Linked DNA regions of Hordeum vulgare: region 1 is linked to region 2. Evidence: chromatin contacts called from public Hi-C data. All regions are on one chromosome and are shown on one strand. Each heading gives the region's core, a stretch centred on a gene start, on an enhancer-like site or on the middle of the called end of the contact. The rest is flanking DNA. Distances are from core to core; before and after follow the strand shown. Region 1 holds the start of LOC123399577 (structural maintenance of chromosomes protein 6B-like). Region 2 holds the start of LOC123397644.

Region 1 (7,227 bases), core at 3,677-6,176, 350 kb after region 2:
TTCACGTTGAGATCTTCGAATTAGACCCATATTGATAGATTTTAGGATGTTTTTTCAGCAAATATATGCTCTCGTCCCGTACTAATTCGTGCTCTAGATCAATTCTAATATGTGCTCCCAATATAAACTAATAACATAACTAAGACTAACATGTGCTTCCTACCTACAATAACATACGCTCCCATGAGATAGCACAATCATATACCCCCCCAGCTCCTAAATATAAGTTATTTTAAAGAATTTAATATGTACTATATACGCATTAAAATAAAAGAATTTATATCTTAAATATGTCTATACGCATTCGTCTGTAGTTCGTTGAATCTTCAAAATGACTTATATTTAGTAACACCTAAGCAACCTAAATTTTGCTCTTGTGAGGGAGTGAAGATCACGTGTGAAGCACATCCATACTCCATATCAATTTTAAAGTTTGCGATTTGTTTTTCAAATTCACCATGATTTTTGAAATTATTGATTTACTGTTCATATTCCCGATTTTTTGTAGATTGTGAACTCTTGGTTTCAAATTTATGTTTTTAAATGGGACTTTTATTCCCAGGCCCTGGTTCCTTAGTCGTACTAAGTTTTCGTCATTTTCTTAGTTTTTGCTCACTTTTCCTCATGTGATGAAATTTTGCTTTCACATTTCCTCACTTTTGCCCCTGAAAAATGTCTCAAAACTTACCCAAAATGAGCGTGTGGGGAAAACTGAGTACGACCAAGGAACCAGGGGCATGGGGATAAAAATCCCTTTTTAAATTCGTGAACATTTTTAAAACTCACAAAATATTTTTGAATTCTTGTTTTTTTCTTCTAATTCACGAGTTTTTTTCAAACTCACAAATGTTTTTAAAAGTCAAGTTTTTTTTCAAATTCATAAACCTTTTCAATTCATGAATTTTTCCAAATCAATGGTTTTGAGAAATTTAAAATTCATTCTCAATAAAAGGTTAAAAATAAAAATATAGTTGAAATAAAAAATAATCGACGTGTAGAAATCACGAGCGGTCAAAGCTAGCCGTAAGTGCAGAGTTGGTCGAAATCACTAATTGAGGAGTATTCATTTCAAAGATCACTTTCACCTCCTCAGGTTGCGATAAGTGGCACACTGCATGTGTGGTGCTTATCGCAATTTGTTTTTTTCATAGATTCGTTATTTTCAAAACGTTTTATCTTTTAAACCATGCGTGCAAATCTCAAATTGTTTTTACTGTTGCATTTTTCGTGTCGAGATCTTTAAAATTAGATCCATGTTGGTAGGTTTTCGATGATTTTTTTTTTCACAAAAAAAAGACAAAAAAACCATTCCTTTCGCGGAAGGGAAATAAAAACATTTTTTTTGTTTCTGAGAGGTATGATCATGCCTCTCGCTAAGGCAAACCCGTGTCTCTCGTGGAAGCAAAACCGAGGTAAAAACAGAAAACATGTTTTTTTCATTTCAGAGATGCATGACCATGACTCTCACAGAATAAAAAACGTGCCTCTCAAGTTTTCTTCGTTTCCAAGAGGCACGATTGTGCCTCCCGCGGAAGCAAAATCGTGCCTCTCGAGGAAGCAAAAAAGAGAGTATTTTTTCCATTTCTCCTAATCCATGCCTATCGCGAAAGAAAATTCGTATTTTTTAGCAAAAAAAAGAAAACAAGTTTTTTTATCCAAAAGCTTAGAAAAACTGATGGATAACCGAAACACCGAAAACCCCAATTTTTTTACCTAAAAGGCCGAATACGCGTGCAAAAAATAAAAATAAAAAGTCCAAAGAAAACGCTCAAAACGCGACATATGACAACGACTAAGAACGTGCCAAGTGGTAACTAATAGGCGAGCGCTCCTTCAGAGAGCAACTAGCTGCCAAGCGCTCCTTGGAGAGTCTTTCAACGATCACTCCCACGCGTCATCACTTAACGCGTTCTCAGTCGTTGCTACGTGGTGTGTTTTGAGTGTTTCCTTCGTTTTATTTTGTTCGCACACGTTTTCGTTTTTAAGGTATTTCTCTCATGTTTTCCGGTGTTTCGATTTTTCACTACTCTTTCTTAGGTTTTGGACAAAAATAATAATCATCTTTTGAACGAAAAACACGATTTTTCTTTAAAAACACGTTTTTCTTTTGTCGGAGGCGCGTAATTGCTTTTGCAAGAGACATAGATGTGCCCCTCATTAACAAAAAAAATGTTTACTGTTTTTTCCTTTTGCGAGAGGTACTGTTGTGCTTTCATGAGAGGCACATATTTGTTTTGTCGTCAGATACACGTATGTGCCTCCCGGAAATTTCTAGGTTACGACAAATAACACACATGTGCGTCATTTGTCGTAACATAAGAAGGCGAGAGTGATTGTGCAAGGGTACAGCTAGCGGTCAAAGCTAATGGGGCGCGGCCCGTGTAGAGATCGCGCTCTTTCCGCCTGAAGCGTAGGCGCTCCCCTCGACCGCTCCCGCCCAGTCCTCAGTTTTAGCGGGCTTTCTCCTGCCGAGCGAACCACCCACTACACCAGAAGTCCCCCCCTCGAAAAAAAGAAGGAAAACCCTAGAAGCCCGCCCCCCCGAAAAATCCCTAAATCTTCGTCGTCTCAGCTTTCGAATCACCGACGAGGTGGAAGGGAGCGGCGATGGCGTGGACTAACTCCCGCATCGGGCTGGAGAACTTCATGTGCCACTCCAGCCTCCACGTCGAGCTCGGCGAGCACGTCAATTTCATCACCGGGCAGAATGACAGTACGCTTCCACCCAAACCCTAGCTTCCCCCCTCATAAACAAAAAAACACGATTTTTCTTTGAAAAACACGTTTTTCTTTCGTCGGAGTCGTGAACTGAGAGACACAGATGTGCCCCTCATAAAAAAAATGTGTTTACTATTTTTTCTTTTGCGAGAGGCACTGTTGTGCTTCCACGCGAGACACGAATTTGTTTTTGCGCGAGACTCGTCCGCGCCTCCCGAAAACGAAAAACAATGTTTTTCTTTTTTCTCTTTCACGAGAAACACGTTTTTTTTGCTTCCGGGAGAGGTACGGATAACTCATTTCTTTCTTTCACGAGAGACACAATTTTTTCATGATTTTTTTTCATCAAAACCTATCAATATGAAATCTAGTTTTGAAGATCTCGATATAAATAATTCAACGACAAAAATGGTTCGAGATTTAAACACATATTTTTAAAAATAAAACATTTTGAAAATAATGGATCTATGAAAAATAAAATAATCCAGGTTACAACAAATGACACATATGTGCGTCATTTGTCGTAACATGGGAAGGTGAGAGTGATTTTGCAAGGGTACAACTAGCGGTCAAAGCTAATGGATCGCAACCCGTGTAGAGATCGCGCTCTTCCCCGTGAAGCGTAGGCGCTCCCCTCGGAATATTCTATTTGTCGCTTGTTGCGTCAAGCAGTCGCCGCTTCGCACATGCAAGCGGTCGAGCAGTGACGCAACGGGCCAAACCATATAACTGCTCGAGCGTTCCGGTTTTGGAAACCTTCTAGAGGTTCCAACTGATTTTTCTTGGTTTTGGAAAACTTCTAGAAGGATCCCTGAACCAGTTTTTTTCTTTTTTACCTTTCTATTTTAAAAAATGTTATTCAAATTCTAAAAATGTTCTCGCTTTTTAAAAAATTGTTCTGGATTTTAAAAAATGTTCTAGATTTTGTAAAAAGTTTTGACTTTCAAAAAGTGTTCTTGGTTTTCATTTTTTTTGGATTTTAGAAAAATGTTCCGGGATTTGAAAAAATATCTGGAATTTGAAAAAATAATGTTTCGGAATTGAAAAAAAAGTTCCGCAATTTGAAGAATGTTTCGTATTTTCAAAAGTATGTTCCAGAATTTGAAAAAATGTTCTGGGATCTGAAAAAAATGTTCTGGAATTTTAAAAATGTTCCTTAGTTTGAAAAAAATCTTCTGAAATTTTGAAAAAATGTTACGGAATTAGAAAAACGTTCGGGAATTTGAAAAAATGTTCCAATTTTTTTTATAGAAATGTTTCGGATTTTACGCAAAAATATTCCGAAATATGAAAAAATATAATTTTTTTTGAATTTGGATTTTGCTAACTTCATGTATCATGGGGTAAATTTGTATCTAAATGTTTTGGATTTTATCCTTTATTTTCTGTTAGTGGGCCGGCTCAGTCGCGATTTCTCTATACGTCCGCGCGCTGCTGACGCAAAGAGCATTTAATAGGGAATCGTTTCCCACCCGCGCGCCGGCCGAACAGACGCGCCGGTCGTTCCCTGACGCGCGCGGGCCCTTGCAACATTTTTTCATCCGCGCGCTTCTCCGGTTAATGAATGCAACATTTTTCGTCTAAATATGTTGCAACCTGCGTCATTTTTGCTGCAAGCGTTTTTTTACTATATTTTGTCTCAGTAAAAAAGCTGCATATACGTTTGGTTGCAACTCTAGTTCGTCGGATTTTTTGCTACAACCGTGTTAATTTTTGCTATAAGCGGCATCATGTTTTGCTGCAACCGTTTACTAAAAAGTTGCATACACGTCACGTAAATTTTTGTTACAACCGGCGTTTGACTTTTGCTACCACATACCATCAGCTTCATTTTTTTGCTACGATCACGTAGATATTTTTTTTGCTACAAATTTTATTTTTTGTTGCAACCGTTGAAAAAATTACTGCATGGCATCGAAATTTTGCTGCATAGGAAGAAAAATATTGCATGCGAATCCAACGATGCGGACGAGCGGGATTGATGGATCCTGCAGCCCGCGCCGGCCCACCGAAAATCTGGGCCGGCGCGCCGGGGCAGATCAACCCCCGTCCAATAGGACCTCCCGCTCCCCTCGCCCCCTCCCGCCAGTCCTCAGTTTTAGCGGGCTTTCTCCCGCCAGCGAACCGCCCACCACACCAGAAGTCCCCCCCCCCAAAAAAAAGAAACCCCCCCCCACTAGAAGGCCCCCCCCCCCCCCCCCCCCCCCCCGCGCCCCAGCTTCCGAATCGCCGGCGAGGTGGAAGGGAGCGGCGATGGCGGGGACTATCTCCCGCATCCGGCTGGAGAACTTCATGTGCCACTCCAGCCTGCACATCGATCTCGGCGAGCACGTCAATTTCATCACCGGGCAGAACGGCAGTACGCTTCCACCCAAACCCTAGTTCCCCCCCTTTTCTCTCCCTCACCGACGCGCCTTTTCTTGGTCGTGCTGGCGCAGGCGGAAAGAGCGCGATCTTGACGGCTCTGTGCATCGCCTTCGGCTGCCGCGCCAAGAACACGCAGCGGGCCGCCAGCATTAAAGATTTCATCAAGACTGGCTGCAGGTTGCGTCCGCATTCTGCACCCTCCAGTATCTTTTGTTTTGTCTTCTAAATCACTAATAATAGCTGAGTCACTACGGAAAAAATAGATTTTGTCGCGAGATAGTTGTTGGTTGGGAATAGCTGCTGTATGGTGCAGATTGGTATGATGATTGCTGCATTTCTGTAGATGGGTTTCCGGATACGGTTTTTGCACACCATTTAGGAACATTGAGGGTTAGACAATCTCTTTGGTTGGGCATGATCCCTGTCGGTCCTAACAAGTTGGTGAGGTGTTGGGACCGGATTAAAGCAAAAGTAGTGTTATGCTGCTAGCACTTGGGTCAATTTTTATTATATGAAAATATTTATTGAACATTTGAACAGCATGCGTTGCACTTAAATTGTCACTAATATTCTTCAAAGCTGTATAACCTGAAAATATGCCATAGTCATTTTTAGGCAATGTTGCAGCTGTATGGTTCAGAGCAAAGAAGAGAGATCACATGGTTTGTCAAAAAACTTAAAACACCGGTCTGGTTTTATTGCATTAATTGATGTATTTTTGTCGCACATCACACTGTTGATATTAATATTAAAAGAGTTTGCACTTTGCACCAGGCAGGTTGCCACTTCTTTCACTTTGCAGCAGGTCACACGGAAGTTTTAACTGTTGCCAGATATAGCACAATAATATTAGGTTGGTAGGTCCCATACAAGCACTTGTTTGAAAAGATCCATAAAAAATCATACATGTTATCGTATGAATACTCCTATATGCCTATAGTTTTACTCAGAAAGACATCATTTCGGTTGAAAAATTCCATACATGTTCGGGTAATCCAGACATCCATCATTCTTTTTTCATGGGTCATATAGTGTTTTTCTAACAACAATCTGTATGCATGTATTTTGTTCTATAATAAACATATAGCATAGTAACTTAGTTTAGCTTGAAGATTCTTCTGTAAAAATTCAACAGAGGCTGCCTATTAAAAGCATACAGTCTCTGGGGTTAGATCTTTGCAAATTGGTGAAATAGCGTCTGAACCTGCTGGTTCACCAAAGGACTGCCCTTGGCCTAATAAAATAATGTTAATCATTCCAAATGGTCAACCACCAGTTGAGCGACTGAACATTAAATCAGAAGGTTGGCTGGGTGAATGACCGGCCCTGCTTTAGTAGCTATGGTCTTACGTATGATTGTGGAATTGATGACTGCATCGATCATGATAGCATTTATCCTCTGACTGTTCTATCTCTCTTTCGTGTTCGATTTAGTATAGTTTATTTTGTTAAATTTAAATCGCAGTTATGCAGCGATTGCTGTCGACATCAACAACCAAGGGGAAGACTCGTTCAAGCCTGATGTATATGGAAACTTAATTAAATTGGAACGCAGGATTACTGAGTCATCGAGTTCTACGATTTTGAAGGATCAACATGGTACTCATACTTGATCCATCTTCCTCCCAGTTGTTGGTTGTGCCCGTCTATTATAAACATTTCATGTGTAAAGTTGTTTAGATTCTGTTTTAGCTGTCAAATTTAGTACTTTAGGTTTCAGTTCTCACTTTGCTAACCTCTACTCTGTATTATTTTAATGGCAATCCTATTTTTTCTGTGACCTTACCAGAGTTCTCAGTTTTTAGTAGTATTTTTCTATTCAAAGATGACACATTCTGAACTTGTGATTGTTGCATTTCTCCATTCATTATCCATTCTTGTGTGTTGACTGCATATCTTTATTCTGTTTAGTGGTTATCTCAAGTTTTAATTAAATTATCACATCTTTCCTATCCTTAGTTGTCTCAACTTTCCATGTTGGCAAACGACACACGTGTTGCTTGTGCTTGACTACTTACTGTACATGTTTGCATGGCTGCAGAAAGTCTGCCTTTTTACTTGTAATTAGGCTCAGATAATCTTTATGTGTACTAGGTATTTACATGTTGCATACATTGTTAAATGCTACTACCTCTGTTTATA
Region 2 (7,243 bases), core at 2,804-5,303:
ATTATATGTCGTAAGTATACCATTAAATTTGTATTCAGTCTTCGAAAGAAGTTTCAATATTATAATTTTTATGGTCTAACTGGTGGTGAAAATAATCTTAAAATACATACAGGCCTTGTAAACCCAAAAGGAGGAAGTATTACCCTATAGAAGTGAACAAAACCACCACCACCAACAACAACAACAACAACAAAGCCTTTCAGTCCCAAACAAGTTGGGGTAGGCTAGAGTTGAAACCCGTAAGATCTCGTAACTAAGTCATGGTTCTGGCACATAGATAGCTAACTTCCACGCACCCCTATCCATGGCTAGTTCTTTGGTGATACAAATAGACCATCGTATGAAAATGCTAAGGTTTGATTTCTAGCAATCACTAGTAAATACTTTAGTGATCTAAGCGCTCTTACATTTCTTTACAAAGGGAGTAAATTACAATAATGAAAAACACGGAGAAGGTAATTTAAACAAAACAAAATGTGGAAATAAGGGAGCAAGTCCCCCATGGAATAGTACATTTCAGAAAGCGGAAGTTTTATGCAAAGTACATTTTTGGAAAGCCATTATTGATATGTGACACATTTTTGGAAGCCTTCATTACTGATAAGATCTCTACCAGGCGTGGACCTATGCAAACCATCGGTTACCAATACTTGGCCCTCAAGCCACTTATAGAGTTTCCCACCAGTCACTGGAATCAAGCTACAAAGCACAAACCTATATTGCTCGAGAAGCCAAAATCAAAGGACAAGGATAAAAGCACAAAACCAATAACAAGTATCAAAAATTAGACAGGTAACAAGCAGGCAAGTTCTGAAGTGCTTTGGAAGGGGTATTCAACTACCTTCTGATATTTCTGCATTGCTTCTGTACGGATACAAGAGGACGTGGACTTTTCATAAGCCTCCAGTACTATTGACGCACGAGCCTTTGCATCATCTGAATTAGAGGCACTTGCCATCTCATTCATAAGAATCTCAACCCATTGGGTGATACCTGATTGAAGGTTCTCTGCACCAAGAACACTTCCTACGGGTGCAGGAACTTCATTACATTCTGCAATACCTATAGCATAAAGCAAGATAGCTGTCATTCTTAAGATCATCGCTTTTATGAAAGAGATATCCACAAATTAATCTTATCAAAACATAAAACATGGATGCGCAATTCCCATGGCCGAATAAATCATTATGTAAAGCATCTGTTATCTAAAGCATGCTACTTGCATTAAACAGGGCGTATTTTACTTAGCACAAGACATATTGCTGAAAAGGAGTATACAGTTATGTGGTTATTTTAGTAAATTCCTTAAAGTAACAGAAGGCTTAAAGTCACGTAAATATGAACAGAAGTACAAAGGTAGAATGTAATAGCATTAAAAGGACAGACCCAGTGTTAGAGCTCCCACGCCAGGTGGGGTCTGGGAAGGATTATACAAGGCAATACCTACCCTGCATAGTGCAAATGCAGAGAGGAAGCATAAACTCAGGACCTTCTTGCACAAGGGAGAAGTACTTCGCCAAAGTGCTAAAATGTAATAGCATTGCATTACATAGAACATTTATTTCAACCAATTTCACAGATATGTGGAGGTCTCCTGCTGGAAAAACAGTGCTGAGACAACCTAGGAGAGTGTATACTAACATAGTAACTGACAATGATAACTGACAGAGTAAAATGCTTAACCGCAAGTGTGGTACAATCTATCAATGCCAAGAGGAAGCAAATCTAATTCAAAACAACAAAGATTACAGTGTCCAGGCATCGCTACAGGCGGAGCTTAGTGCTTAGGGGGTGACGTGAGTAAGTTATAGAGAATTGTTTTTCCTCTATCAATGCATCGAGACGCAAAGCTTTTTGCATTACTTGGTTTTCTTCTAGATTAAATGGTGTCAACATCACATAAAGGATCAGACTACAATGAAAGACTACCTTCATTGGGCACTTGAACCTCAGTAGACATTTCATTGGGAGATTGATGCACAGGATCCACATTATATCCTGTGGGTTCTAAGTGTAGAGGAAGTAAATACTTCATTGCTGAATCCAAATCATTTTCACATTCTTCCAGAGCCTTTTCAATGAACTGAAATGAGAAAAGCTTCTGTAAGGCTTCAAATAGTGAGTAGGTTTAGTTGCCAAATCCAATAAGCTCTCAAAAGTGGCACAATAAGCTCTCAAAAGTGACATACTTATACCAATTTAGCAAACTCCATGTAACTTGTCAATAAGCAAATGTGACAATTCGAATGTTCAAAAAAGCGGAAAGCGTAAGTGAAGGGGAAGGGCATAGCTGAGAGCACGCTTAAGCATTTTTTAAAATTGGTCTGAATTTTACTGTTTTTTAATAATATGCACAGGAAAATAGGAAACATAACACATACCACATAGGTAACTGAAATAGCATTACACCGTAGCAAATACACATCAGGTTCACACAGCAAGCAAAATAACAACTAAAATGCAGTTCAGTTCAAATAGACATAGCTTAATAGAGATACTGTGGACAGAATCTGAAGGAAATAGTTCCCGAACAGACAATAAGATAAATGGCATATTGCCATTATTGCGCAAGCAGCCAAGCAGTAGTTCGAAAATAGCCAAATTCTGGCCAGTTTTTTTAAATATGCTTAATCCATCGTTTAGTGCCAAAGCAAAGTGTTTTGACATTGCTCAGCGCTTAAGTGTGGCTTAAAAACGCTTTCTTCAACACTGGACAATTCAATAGAAGGGTAAAAATATCTAGCTATGGCAGGATGACGTTACCACTTTTTAACAATTTCGGAGAGTTGAAGAATCAGAGGATAGCATTCCATGTAAGCTAGCAAGACAACACATGGCATGAATGCAAAATCAAACAGCGGCATCCTATCTAAGCCAAGAAACACAGTAACTGTAACTGGCATGACCACTCATAGTACAAAACGGGCGGAAAGAAGACCATCTAACCAACAGGGATTTGTGATGGTACCGGTTACCATGTTCATCCAATCCAGACAAGGTTGTCGGTGCCACGTTATTATTTGTTAGAACTGCCAGCTGTTGCATATTTATAGTCACAGCAAATATATTTAAAAAGGGCAGCCCGGTGCACGTAGCTCCCGCTTGTGCAGGGTCCGGGGAAGGGACGGACAACAAATATATTTCTTACTAAAATCTCCCAGAATGAATGCATAATGCAGGCAATATATAGGCACACATATCCTATCTCCAAATCAGCATAAAATGATCACAAACAACAAATTCAACAATTAAAAAGGGCACACAATTACTAAAAGCACAAGCTAAAACAAACTATCTTGTTCCTGCAACTCCATCTAACCTTATCAATGGGAACTTAGCACCCACTCCCAGAGGGCTGGAAAGCATGCAGACACTGGCTCAGCGGTAACAACCTGAGTGCGACGGCTACATCAGCGCGTGGGTACTCTTGCTCCTTGCACAGCCACATCAGCGGGAGCTACTACTTATTTCAAGTGAAAGAACAGATTTACATCACACGAAACATTTCCTACAGTCAATTGGAGCAAGGAAGCATAACCATATCCGCTTGTGAATGGATTCGAGCAGGGTGGCATTACCTCAAGCCTCACGGAAGGGAACCGCGCACGGATCACGGCCACCAGGTCGGAGTCGACGACGCCGCGCGGCCTGGGGCTGCCGCCGTCTGCGCGGAAGCGTGCGCGCTTGGAGGGCGGTGAGGACGACGCCTCAGCGTGGGTGTGTTCCTCGGAGAAGGAGGACGCCCGCTTCCGACACATAGACGCGGACATCGCCGCAAATGCCGCGCAGGCCGCAGCCCTCTCCAGCTGCTGCTCCTTCTCGTCTCCTTACTCCTCTTGCCGCGGTTGCCCACGCCGCCACTGCCTCCCTCGTGAGGTGGAGGGCGTTCTGGTTAGGGTTTCGTGGGAGGGCGGCGTGGATTTGTACGGGTGCCGAGGGGAGCGGCGCTCGAGGGTAGTGTGGGGAGGCCGGAGGAAAAGGCTGGGACGACTCGGGCAAGGAAGGGAGACGTTTGGGCGGGCAGGCCGATGGCCCGTCCGTGCTTGTGCTTTGCTTGCTTCTGGTGGCCTCAACAAAGGGAGGAACCACCCTTCAAAAAAACATAGGGAGGAACCGACGCAAAGCTAGGGTTCCACGGATCAACCGACGCTAACGAAGAACACGAAATCACTAATTAGAAAGTACTTCTCGCATGGTTTATTAGGATAAGATCCACACGTGACAAATGTCGTGGTGTGGTTGTGCTTGAGACTTTTCAAACGCGCTCCACTTCTCACGTTTGTCGCGCGGAGAAGCAGTCTGTTATTTCCGGTTTTTTATTTGTGTTTTTTGGTTTTTCCTTTTACACTTTAGTTCTTAAACAATTTAGGTTTTGTGGGATTGTTTTGATCTGTTTCTTCAGATCTGTTTGAGGTTTACTTTGTTTCCCTTTTCCATCGTCGCGCCGTGGTTTGCCCGTTGTCGTCGCCGCGATGTCGTCTCCCCGCCGTCGTCGCCCCCCGGTAATTGCATCGTCGTGTCTCGGTGTGACCTCTCGGGCGGTAACTGTGTTTCTCCTTTGGTTCCTTGTTTCCTGTTTTCTTTTTCCCATTATATTTCTGGATAACGGAGATTTATGGGGTAATTACGGGTGGGGGCTTCAAACACGATCAGATGGCAACTTTCAACTTGGTTGTGTAATCAGTTCTTAGTGGTCATGGTTTCTTTGTAGGTAATTTGCTCCTTTTGTCGAGTGTCAGGTGACCCTTGTCCCTCGTTTGATTCTTGTGCCTCTATGTTCACGGTGGTGCTGGATCGGCGTTGTTCGAGGCGTGTTATAAGATTCTATGTCTTCTTTATCTGGTTGTTGCATATGGTTGATGTTGTTTTGGATGGAAAGTATTCTAATGTTTTGTTTGTATGATTCTCATGGTTGCTTTCATTGTTTTTGTAGTATATTACGTGTAGTGTTAGATCACATCTTGTTCGGTAAATTGAGCAGTGCAGGCCTTTAGCTATTCAGATGGCTGATAAAGATATGGATCTTGCTCTTCACAGTAGTGAGGATGACTTATATGGTGTTCTGTTTATCCATGGTCGGTGAACAGTAAATTTCACGGTCCTTCATCACATGGACTGGTGAATGATTATGGTCTCCGTCATCGTGACATTATGACTATTAGGCTTGAGCACTATTGAACTATGGTTGGTGTTGATTTTTATCATGGTGATATGTTGTTCCCTTTCCACTATGTTTGTAAGGTTCGTTTTTAAAGAATTTTAAATTTTGTTTCACGTGATACGTTTTCCTGTTCTTCTGGACATTTGAATTTTTTTTTTGTAGCGCTTGAGGATCTTAGTGAATCTGAGAGGGAACTTGTTGATAGTTGTTTTTACACTCGTGGTGTCAATATGAATTATCGACAAATGTATTTCATGTGCGACAACTCTTTGATGACAACTACATATTGTGTTCTCCTTTTGTTCATAGAATTACTTCCATAAATGTGAATGGTCAACATATGGCGAGCTTTTGTTTCTGGCTATTGTTTATCTATTTGTTATTTGCTCTATAGTATAGTCTTCTAAATATTTAAACAACATATAACTTGATGTTTTGGTCAGGTTATTCCGAGCATGGCTATGAGGAGTTTGAAGGATTTTTTGTCAATTCCTATGGCTGGTACTTTAACTCTTGAAGTTACTTTGGATTCTCAAGTTGATGATACATATGTGAGCATTCCTTGTTCCTACTTTATTGGCTTCGGCGGTAGAATGGTGTTCAAGAAGGAAGGCTTCAGTAGTTTTCTTCGGGGCATCTTCTATTGAAGTAAACAATTTGGTGCTCGTAACCTTTAAAGAGCGTGATGAGGAGCTTGTTGTTATTTTCAGCCTTCTGCCGTGGTGATGCTATTTATAAGACTCTGAAGTAATACATTTATGAAGTGTATAGTTTTATGCAGATGTTTTAAAATCGGCACAGTTGCATTTTTGTCCCTAGTTGGTTCCTACCCATGATTTTTGCCATTACTTTTCGAGCTTGCTCAGTTTTGCCCTTAGTTTTTGCTCCGAGGTCATCCAAATGCCCTTCTGTCACGGCTCTGTCTGGTCAACAATGTTTGACCACGGTGGAGCGTCGTTTTGGACATTTTTGTCCCTATTAAAAAACACTTTCTCTCTTACACGTGAGACCAGTCGAGAAAAAGATATAAAAAATAGGCTCTCTCTCTCTTCTTACATGTGGGGTCCATGAGTAAAGGAAAAAAGTAGAATAACACACTCTCTCCTACCTCACCGGAGTGCCTCTCATGGTCGGGCATCAGCGGTGCTCTGTGAAGGCTGCAGCCTACGGGGGAGCAGTCGGATGGTCGGGATTCACATCGGGAGATCCCCATGAATATGATGGAGATGCAAGAGAGTCCAAGAAGGTCCGGAAGCAAGGGGACGGTGAAAGCACATATGCTCAATTGGTGGCTTTGATAATTCATGACAACATACATTGTCTCTTGGACTAACACTTTTACCTAGTATATTTCAGGTTTTGTCCATAATGATAATTGGCTAAAGGATTGTGAGGAGAAGCCCCTTGATGAATGAAAGGGAATAAGATTGGCTCAAGCTTCAAGCAAGAAGACTCTTCACTTTATATTTGTGAGAAATCACTTTTGAGTCCACGGGAAAGCCAATACTATTAAAAGGGGGTGAGGTATTAAAATGATCTAGTTGCTCAAGTGCTCAGAGATAGCCACCAAAAGTACTCACACATTTTCCCACATAACACTTGTGTAAAAAGCTAAATATCCAAAATCGGTGCCACCAAGTTTTTAGATTCAGCCCTACCGATTTTTAACCCAGGCAGAACCCTAGCCAAACCTACCATTTTGGTACAATTGATTATGCATCGGTGCTACCGAGTTCAGTGACCAACCTTCTGTTGCCTCGGTACACAAAATAAGAATTTTTGAGTTTGGGTATCAGTGTCACCGAGTCGGGTCATCTCACCGTTAGCCACCTTTTCGGTTCTACCGAGTTGTGTATATCGGTCCCACCGAGATTCAAAACTTGTTGCCTTTTGTGCAAGTCGGTACCACCGAGTTTATGACTTCGGTGTCACCGAGTTGATCACTTTAGGTGTAATGGTTGGATTATGGGTGTTGCCTATATATACCCCTCCAGCAACCTCTCATTCGTAGAGGAAGTACTCAGAACACACACTTCATTGCCAGGTCCATTTTTCTGAGAAAGAGCCACCTACTCATGTGTT

What was found. Hi-C and Micro-C count contacts between places; a contact is called where the count stands out from the background.
Region 1: a Hi-C map of seedling shows a contact between it and region 2, with 4 times the contacts expected there. The contact joins the promoter of LOC123399577 here to the promoter of LOC123397644 in region 2. A contact is called at or near these places in 1 of 6 Hi-C or Micro-C datasets (seedling) and 1 of 1 datasets of contacts at active chromatin or transcription factors (embryo).

The regions. Positions count from the first base shown.
Region 1 is chr5H:352,181,823-352,189,049 of MorexV3_pseudomolecules_assembly, forward strand. LOC123399577 (structural maintenance of chromosomes protein 6B-like) reads left to right here and starts at 4,927. Exons shown (of 28, transcript XM_045093980.1): 1 at 4,927-5,077; 2 at 5,157-5,262; 3 at 6,551-6,684. The coding sequence starts at 4,972.
Region 2 is chr5H:351,834,179-351,841,421 of MorexV3_pseudomolecules_assembly, forward strand. LOC123397644 reads right to left here and starts at 4,054. Exons shown (of 5, transcript XM_045092182.1): 1 at 3,579-4,054; 2 at 1,930-2,083; 3 at 842-1,062. The coding sequence starts at 3,770.